Regions from separate parts of the Danio rerio genome. Here region 2 is linked to region 1. The links are chromatin contacts, called in public HiCAR-type maps. All regions are on one chromosome and are shown on one strand. The core of a region is the stretch at or near the end of the contact, and the rest is flanking DNA. Distances in the headings are between cores, read along the strand shown.

What was found. HiCAR-type assays count read pairs that join an accessible place to other places.
Region 2: a HiCAR-type map of caudal fin shows a contact between it and region 1, with 9 times the contacts expected there. The contact joins the promoter of sp8b here to the promoter of si:dkey-233k19.3 in region 1. A contact is called at or near these places in 4 of 18 Hi-C or Micro-C datasets (caudal fin and embryo) and 2 of 4 datasets of contacts at active chromatin or transcription factors (caudal fin and gastrula embryo).

Annotation. Positions count from the first base shown.
Region 1 is chr16:20,718,699-20,725,462 of GRCz12tu, reverse strand. It overlaps si:dkey-233k19.3, which reads left to right and starts at 2,482. Exons shown (of 82, transcript XM_009292264.5): 1 at 2,482-2,863; 2 at 2,990-3,133; 3 at 3,344-3,540; 4 at 4,080-4,269; 5 at 4,344-4,443; 6 at 4,540-4,751; 7 at 6,640-6,764. The coding sequence starts at 2,648. It overlaps LOC141378077 (a long non-coding RNA gene), which reads right to left and starts at 426. Exons shown (of 3, transcript XR_012391694.1): 1 at 369-426.
Region 2 is chr16:20,881,003-20,887,825 of GRCz12tu, reverse strand. sp8b (sp8 transcription factor b) reads right to left here and starts at 1,414. Exons shown (of 2, transcript NM_205550.2): 1 at 1,069-1,414; 2 at 1-954. The coding sequence starts at 921. It overlaps LOC141378076 (a long non-coding RNA gene), which reads left to right and starts at 362. Exons shown (of 2, transcript XR_012391692.1): 1 at 362-990; 2 at 6,076-6,823.

The sequences.
Region 1 (6,764 bases), core at 1,233-3,732:
GACAAGCCATATGTGACAATGCAGTCGGTATATGAAGACTGGTAACCTGGTTTAATCTTTTTTAAGGTCATTCGGGTAGAACCAGTCGTTTGGGAGGTTGATTAAAAAGGATAAAGCTCGACACATGGGGCTAATGCTTTTCCAGTGGGAATGCTTACATGTCCCAACGCCAATATTTGCCTATGGAGTGAATGATGACATTATGGTTCATGTTCGCTTGTGCTAATAATATGTATGGAAACTTTATGGAATTCTTTTCCAGCCTCAAGGGAATGTTCCAGAAATGATCATTCATACAGTACACTGAACAGCAGGAAGAAATACGTTGCAACTCGCCGTCCAAATAGATAAAAAAAGGCGTTTATTACCTTCTAAGTGGAGCACTTCAGTCTGTCATATCTCAAGTGACGAACACTTAAAACAAGGAAAGCACGAGATAAGCGGCAGGTTGTTGAATGGTTACTTCCTCTCGACCCCTGGGAGGACGGACGGATCCATCAACAGATGCCCTCGGGTGGAGGATAACAAATTTGTTCTTTTATGAAGCTTGCATAACACCGCAGGGGCGCTCATAGGAAGGCCGCATGAGGCCGGATATCGCATTCTGCTCAGTTCAAACGACATTCCCATGGTTTCCAGGAGTGTAAACGCCAGGAGCGAGTGACTTCCATTGGAAATATGAGACGTGCTTCGGCACGAACTATCGGCGCACTTGTTACATGCGAATCTTATAGCTCTCTAGTTCAACGCATGTGGAATGTTACGATATGAGTGGGCGAAAATGATTATGCAAATTAGCTATGTTAATTACTTAGTTGCTTAGTATTTCAAAAAACGTCAAACCCAATAAGATAACTTAGCCTATTTGATGTAGATTTATGTAATAGCATATATAAACAAATGTGTTTAAATGTGTCTTTTTTAAAAGGCAACTAAATGGTTAACCTTTAATGGGCATCTTATATTTAGAAAGAAACTACCAAACATTTTCCAAAATGAGAATGAATTTGTAAGGGCCCTCCTGTGCTCATAAAGCAGTGTGATCAGGCACAGCACGTCTCTCTTGTCGGCGCTTATTAGTGTGTTTCAATGGCAGAGGCCCCTAGAGGGCATTATTGGTGCACTCACGTGAAAGTCAGCCGAGATTCTTAAGAATTCATTTTAACACCTCAGTTACATTGCTTGTAAACATGCAGTCTTCATTTGTGCCACAGTGGAAGTATGTAGGCTACTAGTCGAAAAGGTAGCTATCATTGTTCCTAAATCTTAGTTGCTAAGTTTTGATGATCTAATGTATGAATATATTTTATGAATAGCCTACTATTTGAATTTAGTAAAAGTTTAATTATACAACATAGTTTAGATTATTTATTTATTTATTTATTTATTTATTTATTTATTTATTTATTTATTTATTTATTTATTTATTTATTTATGTCTATTATTATTACATGCCTATTAACTTCTTGTTGCTTTTCTATTTTTATGTTTTTCAAGCAATAATATATGGATCAAATGAGAAACATTATATGAATATTAAAAATTCTATTAAAACATTAAAGATAGACATAGTTTTGCAACTTTGGTAATTTGAGTATAATTAAAAACAACAATTAAACAAATATTGTTAGAATTATAAGTACATATTATTAGTGCACACCCTCTTTTTCCTTTCCTCTCTTTCCTGTATATATACAGCTTCAAAATAATTTCCTGTGAATTTGGGATTGTTTTCGTTTTTGGAAGAGATCAATTAACATTTATTAGTGGATTTGTGACTTGTTTCTCATTCAAACTTATCATATAGTTTATTAGGCTATAAAAATATGTTCGAAAATTAATCACCATTAATGAAGTGAGCTGACATATACGCCTTGCAACTCTCAGTCTCTTTTGATCCATCTTGTTTGCTTTTTTTTTGTTTGTGAAAATAATCAAGATTATTGCTGTTTTTCTCTCTCCGACCTATAGATTAAAAGTGAGATAAAAAAGAAAATCTAGCCTATGTTTAATGATAATAAAAATCTTTCTAAAAGATCTGTAGCCTAATTAGATAAACAATTGTTGTTCTCTTTCTTTCTCTTCTTTCTTTTTTTTCTTTCTTTCTTTCTTTCTTTCTTTCTTTCTTTCTTTCTTTCTTTCTTTCTTTCTTTCTTTCTTTCTTTCTTTGTTTGTTTATTGTCTGGGTAAATAATCAAGCTGTAACCAAATTAATAACGATTTTGTGTTGTCAACTGATTCTTAAAGGTGCAACGGGGAACAATTAAAATAATAATTAGTCTTTGTAATTAGCCTATTTATAGTTTGTAAATAAAGTTTACTATTTGTTTCATAATAGGCTAAAACGTTTGTAAAATTGTTTTAATTACAGTTGACTAGTAGGCTAGGACAAAAAATTGTGTCGGAATGATTGAAGTGCGACCTGGTTGGGGTGCTAGTTTCATGTTGGATGGTAACCAAAGCAACAGGACGCTGTTCCACCCCTTTTTGCACTTTCACTGAATGAAATCTCTTCAGCGCGCGTAAAGATATGATACTGTATGTAAACACGTGACACTCTCCGCGTTCCACATGATTCAGAAAGCACACGTCAAATTTTTGTTTTAAGTTTCGGATTGTTTGCATCAGTTCCACAAGGACAACAAACATGTCAGAAGAGGAGGAAACGGCGTTTTCTGAAGACCCCAGAGTGCAGTATTTAGGCGAGACACTTTGCCGGATGCTCAACCTCAAAGCTGATACGTGGGTAAAATTTGTCAACGCAGAGAAAAATAAAACACTTTTTACAGCGTTTTTTGAAACGCATATTAGAGTGTTGTTTTTCAGCGTGACGGCGTCTAAGGCTCTTGATGTTTCTACAGAGGTAAGTAAACAAAAATACAGGCCTTGTGTTGACATTCTTGTCTGATGTTAATAAAGTTCTATAACTTATAAATACATTTAATGTATATATTTTAAAAATTTCTCATGCCTTTTGTGTGCACATTAGGTCTGCCATCTGTCTAAAGACAAGAAAGTTTATGTTTTGAAAAAAGGAAATGGCCCCATCCATCCAGAAAACTGTGGGAGTTTTTTACTCTTCGGGGTGCTGTCAACCTCTTTTCTGCCACAGCTGTCAGACACCATGGAGAAGGTAATGAACAGTTGCAGACCCCATCAGGTCCACCACTGTTTGATCTGCTGTCAACAAGAAGTAAATAAATACATTGTGAAATGGAATATTAGCAGGCACGCCCACAATCAAAAGCTGCATGTTTGACATGATCACAAGTATATAGTTTGAAAGTAGAATTTTCAGTTAAACATAAAAAGTTTGTAAAATGTGTCAATATTTTTTAACAAGGTGTGTCTGCCGCTTCTGTCGAACAAGAAGAATCACCAAATGTGGCCAAATGTCGTATCACAGGATGTGAAGCAGCACATAGAGAATTTGCAAAGCAGGGTGACTGTGGTGAAAGGACAATATTATGGCAAAACCATTCTTCCTGTTCCTGCCATCAGAGAATGGATTGAGCAGTGTCAAGAGGCAACAGTCATGCTGTATGAGTCTTTCTTTTATTTACTTTTTAAATACATTACTCTTAGACTATAGATTAAATTAACTATAACGATTTAAGAGGCAAATTAATTTTCAAATATTTTCCAAGTTGTTTAATGGTGAGTAGGTTTTACGTCAACATATTTTTAAATATAATAGTTTTAATAACATATTTATTTTAACAAAATATTTTATTAGTTATTTTTAAAGATAATAGTATTCAACTTAAAGTACAATTTAAAGGCTTAACAATGTTAATTAACTTAACTAAGCAAGTTGGCTTAATTTGGCATGTCATTGGACAGCAGTGGTTTGCTCTGTAGGTAAAAAAATATATATATATTCTTAAGGGTGCAAATAATATTGAAAATTATCAATTTTTACAGTTTTTAAATGTATGTCTGTCTGTCTATTATAAAAAAAAAAATAACTGAAATATTTATATGTTGTACTGTAATCATTTTAATCCTCATTTTCATAATAAAAGCATCAAGTACATTTTATTTTGACCAAAGCATCAAATTTCTCATTTGAATACAAGGCATGACAGTCGCAACAGGGCCATGATACATGCAGCCGAGTCCATGGTCATCAGCTGGACACACATGATCCATAAAGTCTTAAGAGAAGATTCTACTGAACTGATTGTAAAAGGATTGAATCCCGGACCAAAAACTGAACTTGACTTCTGGAGGTCCAGAAAAATGAACATTCAGAGCATTAATGAACAGGTTTGTCACAACAGTTACTTGACAATGGTAATGGATATCTGATAATGTACTGAAGTCTTTTTTTTTTATTTCAGCTACAAAATCCATGTGTTCAAAAAATGATGAGGATTCTGGAAATTATAGACAGCAGTTATTTCCCCTCATTCAAAGCTTTGATGGAAGCTGTTTTTGATGGTAAGGCAGTGGTTTCAACACATCTGATAATTATAGTTGCATTTTGTACTATTTTTGTTATTTTTAATAATATTCTTTTGTATATTTGTCATGCAGCTTTGCAGGAAGCTAGGGCTATAGACCTCCATCTTCAGCCTCTAGGATCTTTGCTGTCTAAATTGGAAAAATCGGAGTTTCCATCTTTCCCTGCTCTCATTCCACCAGTCTTTCATCTTATATTTCTGGTCTGGACTCACTGTTCATTCTATCGTTCACCAGCACGCATTGTTTCTCTGCTGCAGGAGCTCTGCAACTTCTTCATTCAGCAGGTTTGACACATGTGAAGAGTCTTCTAATATATGCCTAAATGTGCGTTATTTGGAAATGTTGCTTTACTAAAAAAAGAAACTACTAAGTTTTTAAAAACTAAATCAATAAAATATATGTAAAGTTTATGTAAATTTCATATAATGGATAAAAATACATTAAAAAGAATTCCAATGTTTTCCCTGACAATAACTTATGTTATTTAAATACAAACATACTTTTTAGATAACTGTCACAAACAATTTTAATAACATTGAAATCAAGTAAAGTGCCTTCTTTATTGTTTAGTCATGTAACAATTGTGTAGTGGTCATATGCCTGGTTAGAACAATGTACTGTGTTTCATTATTTATTTTTATAATATATTATCATAACTATTTAAATTCATGTATTGAGGTAGTGCCAGGGGGAGAGAGTTCCATAGTGTGGACTTCACAACAGAAACATCCCTGCCACTAATTGGTGAAATGCTAAATATATGGACTAAAATGTCTGGGCTCACGCTCTGAAGTTTGGTGTGATTGAGTAAGAATAGGGCGTCAAGGTGGCACAGTGGTTAGCACAATCGCCTCACAGCAAGAAGGTTGCTGAATTAAGCCCCAGCTGGGCCAGTTGGCATTTCTGTGTGGAGTGCATGTTCTCCCCGTGCTAGTGTGGGTTTCCCTTCGGGTGCTTCAGTTTCCCCCACAGTCCAAAGACTTGTGCTATAGATAAATTGAAAAGGCTAAATTGTCTTTAGTGTATGTGTGTGAATGCAAGAATGTATGGGTGTTTTCCAGTGTTGGGTTGTGGCTGGAAGGGAATCTGCTGCGTAAAACATGTACTGGATAATTTGGCAGTTCATTCTGCTGTGGAGACTCTTAAAGAAAAAAGGGAGTAAGCCTTTAACTAAAAGAAAATGAATGAATAAATGAGTAAGAATACAAGATAAAAGGTAAATTGGGGTTGAAGCAAGACCATATTTGTTATTATTTATTAAACTTGGGCAATCTCATTTTTATTCACATTTACTCTAAGAAAGTTAGTTTAACCCGTAATTCAGTCTGACCAACAAGCTGTATAAATTTTGCGGTAACACTTTACAATAAGGTTCATTAGTTAATGCATTTACTAACATAAAAAAATCATGAACAACACTTGTACTTCATTTATTAATCATAATTAAACATTTACTAATGCATTATTATCATTCAAGTCTGTGCTTGTTAACATTAGTTAATGCACCATGAGTTAACATGAACTAACAATGAACAACTGTATTTTCATTAACTAACATTTATTAACATGAATATATATATATATATATATATATATATATATATATATATATATATATATATATATATATATATATATATATATATATATATATATTCAATGTTTGTTCATTGTTAGTAAATGCATTACTTAACATTAACTAATGAACCTTATTGTAAAATGTGACCAATTTTGCATATTGTCCGCATAATATTGATTATAAAAACTATGATAGTGAATAATTTGTCAGAAACGCATTATCTATTGTAAATAATAAATAAGAGCAGACCAAGGAAAGGACCTTGGGGAACCACCCTCTTTTAGTGAGTTTTATCATTCCTGAGATAATCTTTTAGTGTTGAACAAAAGAAAGAAACTCGAACCGGTTTGCAAGAAATAGAGGCTGAGTAAAGTGTTACGTAATTATTAGTTTTAAGTCTCTTAACATTTTTTTTGTGTCATTGACCCACACATTAATTAACATGTATAAAAATGATATTTGGCCAAGTTATTAGATTATTGTTGTTGTTGTTGTTGTTTAAGCTTTACATTCAGGGACATTGGGAAGGCATATTATTGGAATAGAGTCAAAATGTCCTTGTTAACCAAAACAACAATCTTTCCTCCAACAAGGCCTCTTCACATCTCAGGGCAGATGAGCTGCTGAAATCAGAGACTGAAGATGCTTTGGAGAAAATACAGACTGTATTGGGAGTTTTTGGATGTGTCAGGGAAACATTTAAGACATACAGACAGAA
Region 2 (6,823 bases), core at 165-2,664, 160 kb before region 1:
CACTTTCCCACAGCCAGGGATGTGACAGCTGTGCAGCCCCTTTCTGCGGAGGCTTGCGCCGGCCGGACCCAGCCGCTCAGCTTCTTGACAGTTCGGACAGTCGCACGTCGCTCTGCCCGAGTAGCGCCGCGCGGAAGACCGCGGGGACCCCGCCAAAGAGGCCGTCGGACCCCCTGTCAACATGGAACCACCCGCTCCACCCAGAGGAGAAGGACTGGAGTCCGGGTAAGACGAGAGAACCGGTTTGAATCCGTCCATGAGGTGCTGCCCGGTGGTGAGGAGATGCGGGGACGCGCTGGTACTGAAGGCAGAGTGGCTTAAACTCGAGTAGTCTGAGTTGTATCCGCCCAGAGGAGAGTGTAAAGAAGTTTGCAGCCCACCGGAGTGTAGGGACGTCTGGAGCGCAGCTCCATTCGGGTTCTGCACATCAATCCAACCGGCTCCCACGTCCCACCACGCGGACGCGCCCGTGGTGCCCACATCCCCCGTGGGTATGCCAGGGTGTGAGGACTTGAACCACGACTCGTAGGGATGCGCCACGCTCATTCTCGGGTAAATGCTCTGCAAACTGTCCACGGATGTGTGCACTTTTGAAATAAACATGGGTTGGTGGCTTGGCTCTTGGGAGTTATTTGACACAGAAGTCTGGAAAACGGAGTAGTCGTTTCCGAAGTGGGAGTTGGACGAAGTACCAGAAGTTAAGGAAAAGGCACTTGATCCCGTAGAAGTGTTCGTGCCAAAAGAGTCGCTTAAACCACCACCATTCCGAGTGAAAGAGGATAAACTGGATCCTAAACTACAGCTGCTGGCTGTCGCTCGTTTCCACGGGTGGAATCCTTTTCCGAACGAAGATGAATTATCCGAAATCGAGGAAGGAGAAGGACTCGGGCTCCCGATTTTGTTACACGTCGCAGCCAACATGGCTAAAGGAGTCGACCCCAATCTCGGCTCCTCCTGAAACAACAACACCAACAAAAAAGCAGTTAGAAGGTAAGTTCAGACTTTGTTTCGGGGAACTGGGGGAATTAAAAGAACAGTTTTAACGGTTTACTCTTTTAACCAACACACCTGAAGAATGGTAGCGAAGAACAGTCAACTGAAACAGCCAATTGCACACGCAACACAAAAGCGAAAACGCAGCATAGAAATAGCAATATGTGTTATACATACAATGTCGTAGTTGAGAAATGCAACTCCTGCTCCTTTCTCTCGCTTAAAACATAATCAAGTGACTCTCTCCCCGGCTGACCAAAGAAATTTTAATCCCCACTGCAGGACAATAAAGGAAACTAATTAAACCAGCACGAAACTCCTTAGACTCACCCCTAGAAGTGAAGTTGCCATCACAAAAGTGCCCTCCTCAGAGGATCTTTTTATATTTATGAATCAGAGCACTGTTTTTTTAGAGGTGTGCAATACAATGATGCGGTCCGCCCATTCCAGCACAATTGTAGCTCCTCTCACGGCTTTGAAGTGCCGCTGTGACACGGGCGACCAATCAGGAGAAGCCGTACCTTCACGCGGCCACATTCTAGCGTGAGGTCATCGATAGAGCACTTCAGACAAGATCTCCACCCCTTCCAACACCCCCCTCATAATAAAACTCAACTTAAATAAGAAGGACTGCAAGTTTTAGGGAAAACTTTTCAATTCTTTTGTACAGGGGTTAATAAGGTTACTGGACCCCCTGATCCGTTATGGATTATTATTATTATTGTTGTTGTTGTTGTTGTTGTTATTATTATTATTATTATTATTATTATTATTGTTGTTATTATTATTATTATTATTATTAATAATAATAATAAATCATTGTATATAGTTTACTACAGAATGTGATGAAGCTAAAATAGCAATTTAAAGTCATATCACTTTTACAAGTTGTTGTCATTGTCTTTCAAGTTGTAGATTGTCGTCAACTAGTTTAGCACTTATGCTGCAGTCCTAAAATAATGGTCCTATGGGGTTTTCGCATATATGCCCAATAAATATTTTTGTTTCCTAAAATTACTCCTAAACAGTTCTTAAAATATCTATTTTTTTGCGTATAGTGAGAACACTTTTTAAACTTAAAACAACGTTTTGTGCCACACTTCATTTCCTGTAATAATGCAATAAAAGAACAATTTTGAAAACTGATTTTCTTTTTAGGGTAAAAGTGTGTTAATAATCTGAATAAAGTTTTTCCACTATAAAGAAACTTTTGTACATTTGAAATGTTTTATGGATTTCGGGCTTTTCATGGAACCATATGCCAAACAAATAAGCTTTATTTGAAAGAGTATGAAATGAACAGCTTGCCTTAAAAACCACTTCCGCTGGTCTTTAATTGTTTGACAATAATAATTATGCTTCATAAATTAAGACGTTTAATAAAACTATAACAAAAAACAAAAAGTTTACAATCTAAGCTACAAATCCAAAATGCGCATGTAGATTTTATATTTGCTTAAAATACATATGCAATATTCATTGAGGGAAGAAACCATATATATATATATATATATATATATATATATATATATATATATATATATATATATATATATATATATATATATATATATATATATGTATATATATATATATATATATATATATAATTTCGGCTTGACTCTATATAAACTTAGTTTAGAATTACTAACTTGCTCTTTTCCTCTTTCCACACACTCACTTTATTTTAGACAGGACTGGCATTGTCCGATAAATATTGTTGAAATTCAAGCAAATTAACTCAGTGAACCTATTAATTCAAGTTGGTCACTAAAAATCATTTCACCTAATGCGTGTAAACGTATTTACAAGGTGGAACATGGCTTTTGTGTTCTGCAAACTCTCAACAGCAATACAGTGGATGGCTATTGATATCACGACGATGAATGCAGAAATGCTCTCAGGATAATGATGTAGCCCTGGCTACTCTATTTACATGCGTCGTGGACTGGAGGCATAAATTTCATTTGAATTTCAAATTTAATAAAGCGGGAGGTTTTTAATCATGAGAAGTTTTATTTGTTTGATATTAACATTCTTATTGACCGGCTCCGTTGACCAACTTGGTCATTATAGGACAGCAAAAAGTTAATTAAAACGACCGAAGATTATTCATCAAATCATCTGCCTCCGCCGTGTCGCCTCCTTTATTGCTGGAAGTGATAGATGGCCGATCAGATTCATTTCTCTGTTTCTTCGATTTGAACAACACTTCTCTTGTTTCCTTTACATGGCTTATGTCCTTTCTAAATCGAGAAATCGAGGAACAAGAGGCAATTGAACACAGAATGAGGAAAATCATATTATTAAAAATAAGAATTATAAATGCGGAATTTAAAAAATTAAATAAGTAAAACAAAAAGGAATTATTTTAGCTGCGTTTTCTTTGGTGGACATTTTCAGTGATTGAAACCAGTTTGTAAAGTAAATTACAGACTTAATATACATAAGATTAAATAATTCCACGTTTAGCAATTGCCTTAAATTATCCAGTAGTTAAAAATAACTTATTTCTTTTTTTTTTATAAAATTTTCTCCAGAAACTTGAATGGTGAGATTGGGATGTAAAATATATATAAGACACTAAAAACATTTTTATTCCACGTCTTCAAGAAGAACAGTCAAATAAACGAAGCAGTGAAACTCCACGTCAAAAAAAATCCATCTATAACTCAACGTGCATGCGCAACCCATGTCAAAATACAAATGTCACACACACACACACACACACACACACACACACACAGACGCACACGAACAAATGTCCCATAAACTGCAGCATTGTTTGATTGCAACAGATGCATGATGCACATACCGTGTCTGTGTCCTCGGTTTATTGATTGACCCCGCGCGCATCTCCTCTAGCACAGCAGAAGGCAGTGGCTCTCGCGCACAGTGAACGCGCAGACCCTGGAAGATAAATGTTACTTTGGGAATTGAGTTTAATTACGAATAACGGAGGAGCCGCTCGGCCACCGGTGGTGTAATCAAAACATGTGTTCATGTCCTCTGACAAGACAGCGCGAGAGATGCGCGAGAGCACAGGATCACAAGCGCATGCAGCAACAGGGGGGTTTTCAAAAGTGCTGGTTAAAGAAAAAAATAATGACTTTTAAATAAAATATGATTAAACACGTAGTCTTCTGGCCAAAATGTGCAAAAATAAACTAATAGCCTACATAATTCAAAGATTAAATATATTTATTTTAAAGCTGAATAAGTAGAGATGAATAAAGGATGCTGTTGAAAAGTGGTTCAAAATTAAAATAAAACTTTTAAAATAAAAATTGAAACGCAACGCTGGGCCGATTTTTATGCATGACTATTCTTTTTTTCCAAAGAAGTTTAATGCTATTTATAATCTAATTAAAAATAAACCAGAAAGAAAGAAAAAAAAAACGAATCAATAAATCAGTCAAACACAACAACAAAAACGTTTGTGCGTGTAATATCCTGCTTTCTTTTCCAAGATGCCACGCAGGCCAATGAGGTTGCTTTTGGCCTGTGAACAGATGTCCCCTTCTCTGCCTTTCTTCTCCCAAATGCATGGGCTACATTACCGTCATGAAATCAAGCTGAAGAAACCTGTCCCGTTCGTGGCCCTAATCATCGCGTTATTCTGGCCCAGTGCGCACGAACAAAATGGCTTTAATATTGCTTGCTCTCAATAATTTTGCCAAAAGAAAAGAGGGGAAGTCAGCGGCTGTGTGTCCCGGAGATGGTGGGAGCACTTTCCTCTTTAATCTTATGATTATCCAGGAAAACCGATGATAATCCACTCGAGCGGTCTACCTGTCCAAGAACATCAGTAGACTAATTACCGGAATTCGAAACTAGTAATAAAGATTTAACACTAAGTTGACGGCATCGATTAACATCAATACGTTCATGAAGGATTTCTGTTTTAAGATTTGATCTATCTATCTATCTATCTATCTATCTATCTATCTATCTATCTATCTATCTATCTATCTATCTATCTATCTATCTATCTATCTATCTATCTATCTATCTATCTATCTATCTATCTATCTATCTATCTATCTATCTATCTATCTATCTATCTATCTATCGTCTGTCTGTCTGTCTGTCATATAAATCCATTGAACATGAAGTCAGTTCAATTTATTTATTTATTTGTGTAATTGTTTGTTTGTTTATTTGTTTGTTTGTTTGTTGGTTTTAAACCAGGAATCGGTGTCTTTACTCTAGGTTAGCCGGCGAAGCAAAATATATTTTACAGATTATTGTTTACAGTAAATAAATTTAAAAGTAAAGAAATAGAAAAAAATAATAATTAAATAAATGTTTTTTGTATATTTAATCAGATTCTGACTTCATATTCAATGGATGTAAATGAATAATAAATTGAATGATATATATATATATATATATATATATATATATATATATATATATATATATATATATATATATATATATATATATATATATACATTATTAATATATATATATATATATATATATATATATATATATATATATATATATATATATATATATATATATATATTACTAAATATACAAATTATTATTTAAAAGTTATTTTTATTTAATTATTATTTATTTATTTTTTGCATGTTTGTTTACCATTCTATTTGTTTACTTCTAAATGTATATACTGTAAATAATAATCTGTAAAATATATTTTTGCTTTGCCCGCTAACTCAGAATAAAGACACCGATTCCTGGTTTAAAACAAACAAACACAAACAAACAAACAAATAAATAAATACATTTAACTGACTTCATATTCAATGGTTTTATATGATCGATAGACAGACAGACAGACAGACAGAGAGATAGATAGATAGATAGATAGATAGATAGATAGATAGATAGATAGATAGATAGATAGATAGATAGATAGATAGATAGATAGATAGATAGATAGATAGATAGATAGATAGATAGATAGATAGATAGATAGATAGATAGATTTAGTATTTGACAATAACCTTTTTCTAGTTGTTATGAATGGTCACCACAGTTGAATTGAGTGTAATGCCTTTTTGTAATATCATCTAAAATCCTGACTGTGGCCGGTCTCTTTCTTTTCAGCAGGAGGTGGGACAGAGAGACCAGATGTCCTTATGTGTGCAGGCCTGCCAAGAGGCTTGAACACTGGAGCCCGATCCACACACAAGAGCCCAAATGTGTGACAAAGGAGGAGCAGGAAGCCTGGCTCTGCCTGGATGAGCCTCAGTCCACATCTACATCCACATCCCGGCCCGCTGAACCAGCAGAGCAGGGCCACGCACCATGTGCTGACGTTCTGCTGGATCACACAACCATAGACATGATCACAGGAGTGTAAACGCTGACATATGATCATCACTAGAGCACCAGTGTGTGTGTGTGAGTTTAAACAGACTCAAACACCTCATTCAGTCCAAACACATTCATGTTGCTTTCCTATATATTTTAACCCCCCTGCTACTCATAGATATAGGTACATCTAATACAGATACTTGCTTATGGGATATAGTTAAAGTCAGAATATTTAGCCCTCCTGAATTATTAGCCCCCATGAATATTTTTCCCCAATTTCTGTTTAACGGAAAGATTTTTTTCAACACATTTCTAAATATAATAGTTTAATAACAAATTTCTAATACCTCATTTCTTTTATCATTGTGATAATGAAAGCACATAATATTTAAAAGATATGTTTCAAGATAGTATTCAGATTAAAGTGTAATTTAAAGGCTTAACTAGTTTACTGTTTTTCTCAGTCACTTAGGTGCATTTCTTACAACAACATTTGTACAACAGTTAATGCATTTGTCAAAACAATCATAACAACCTG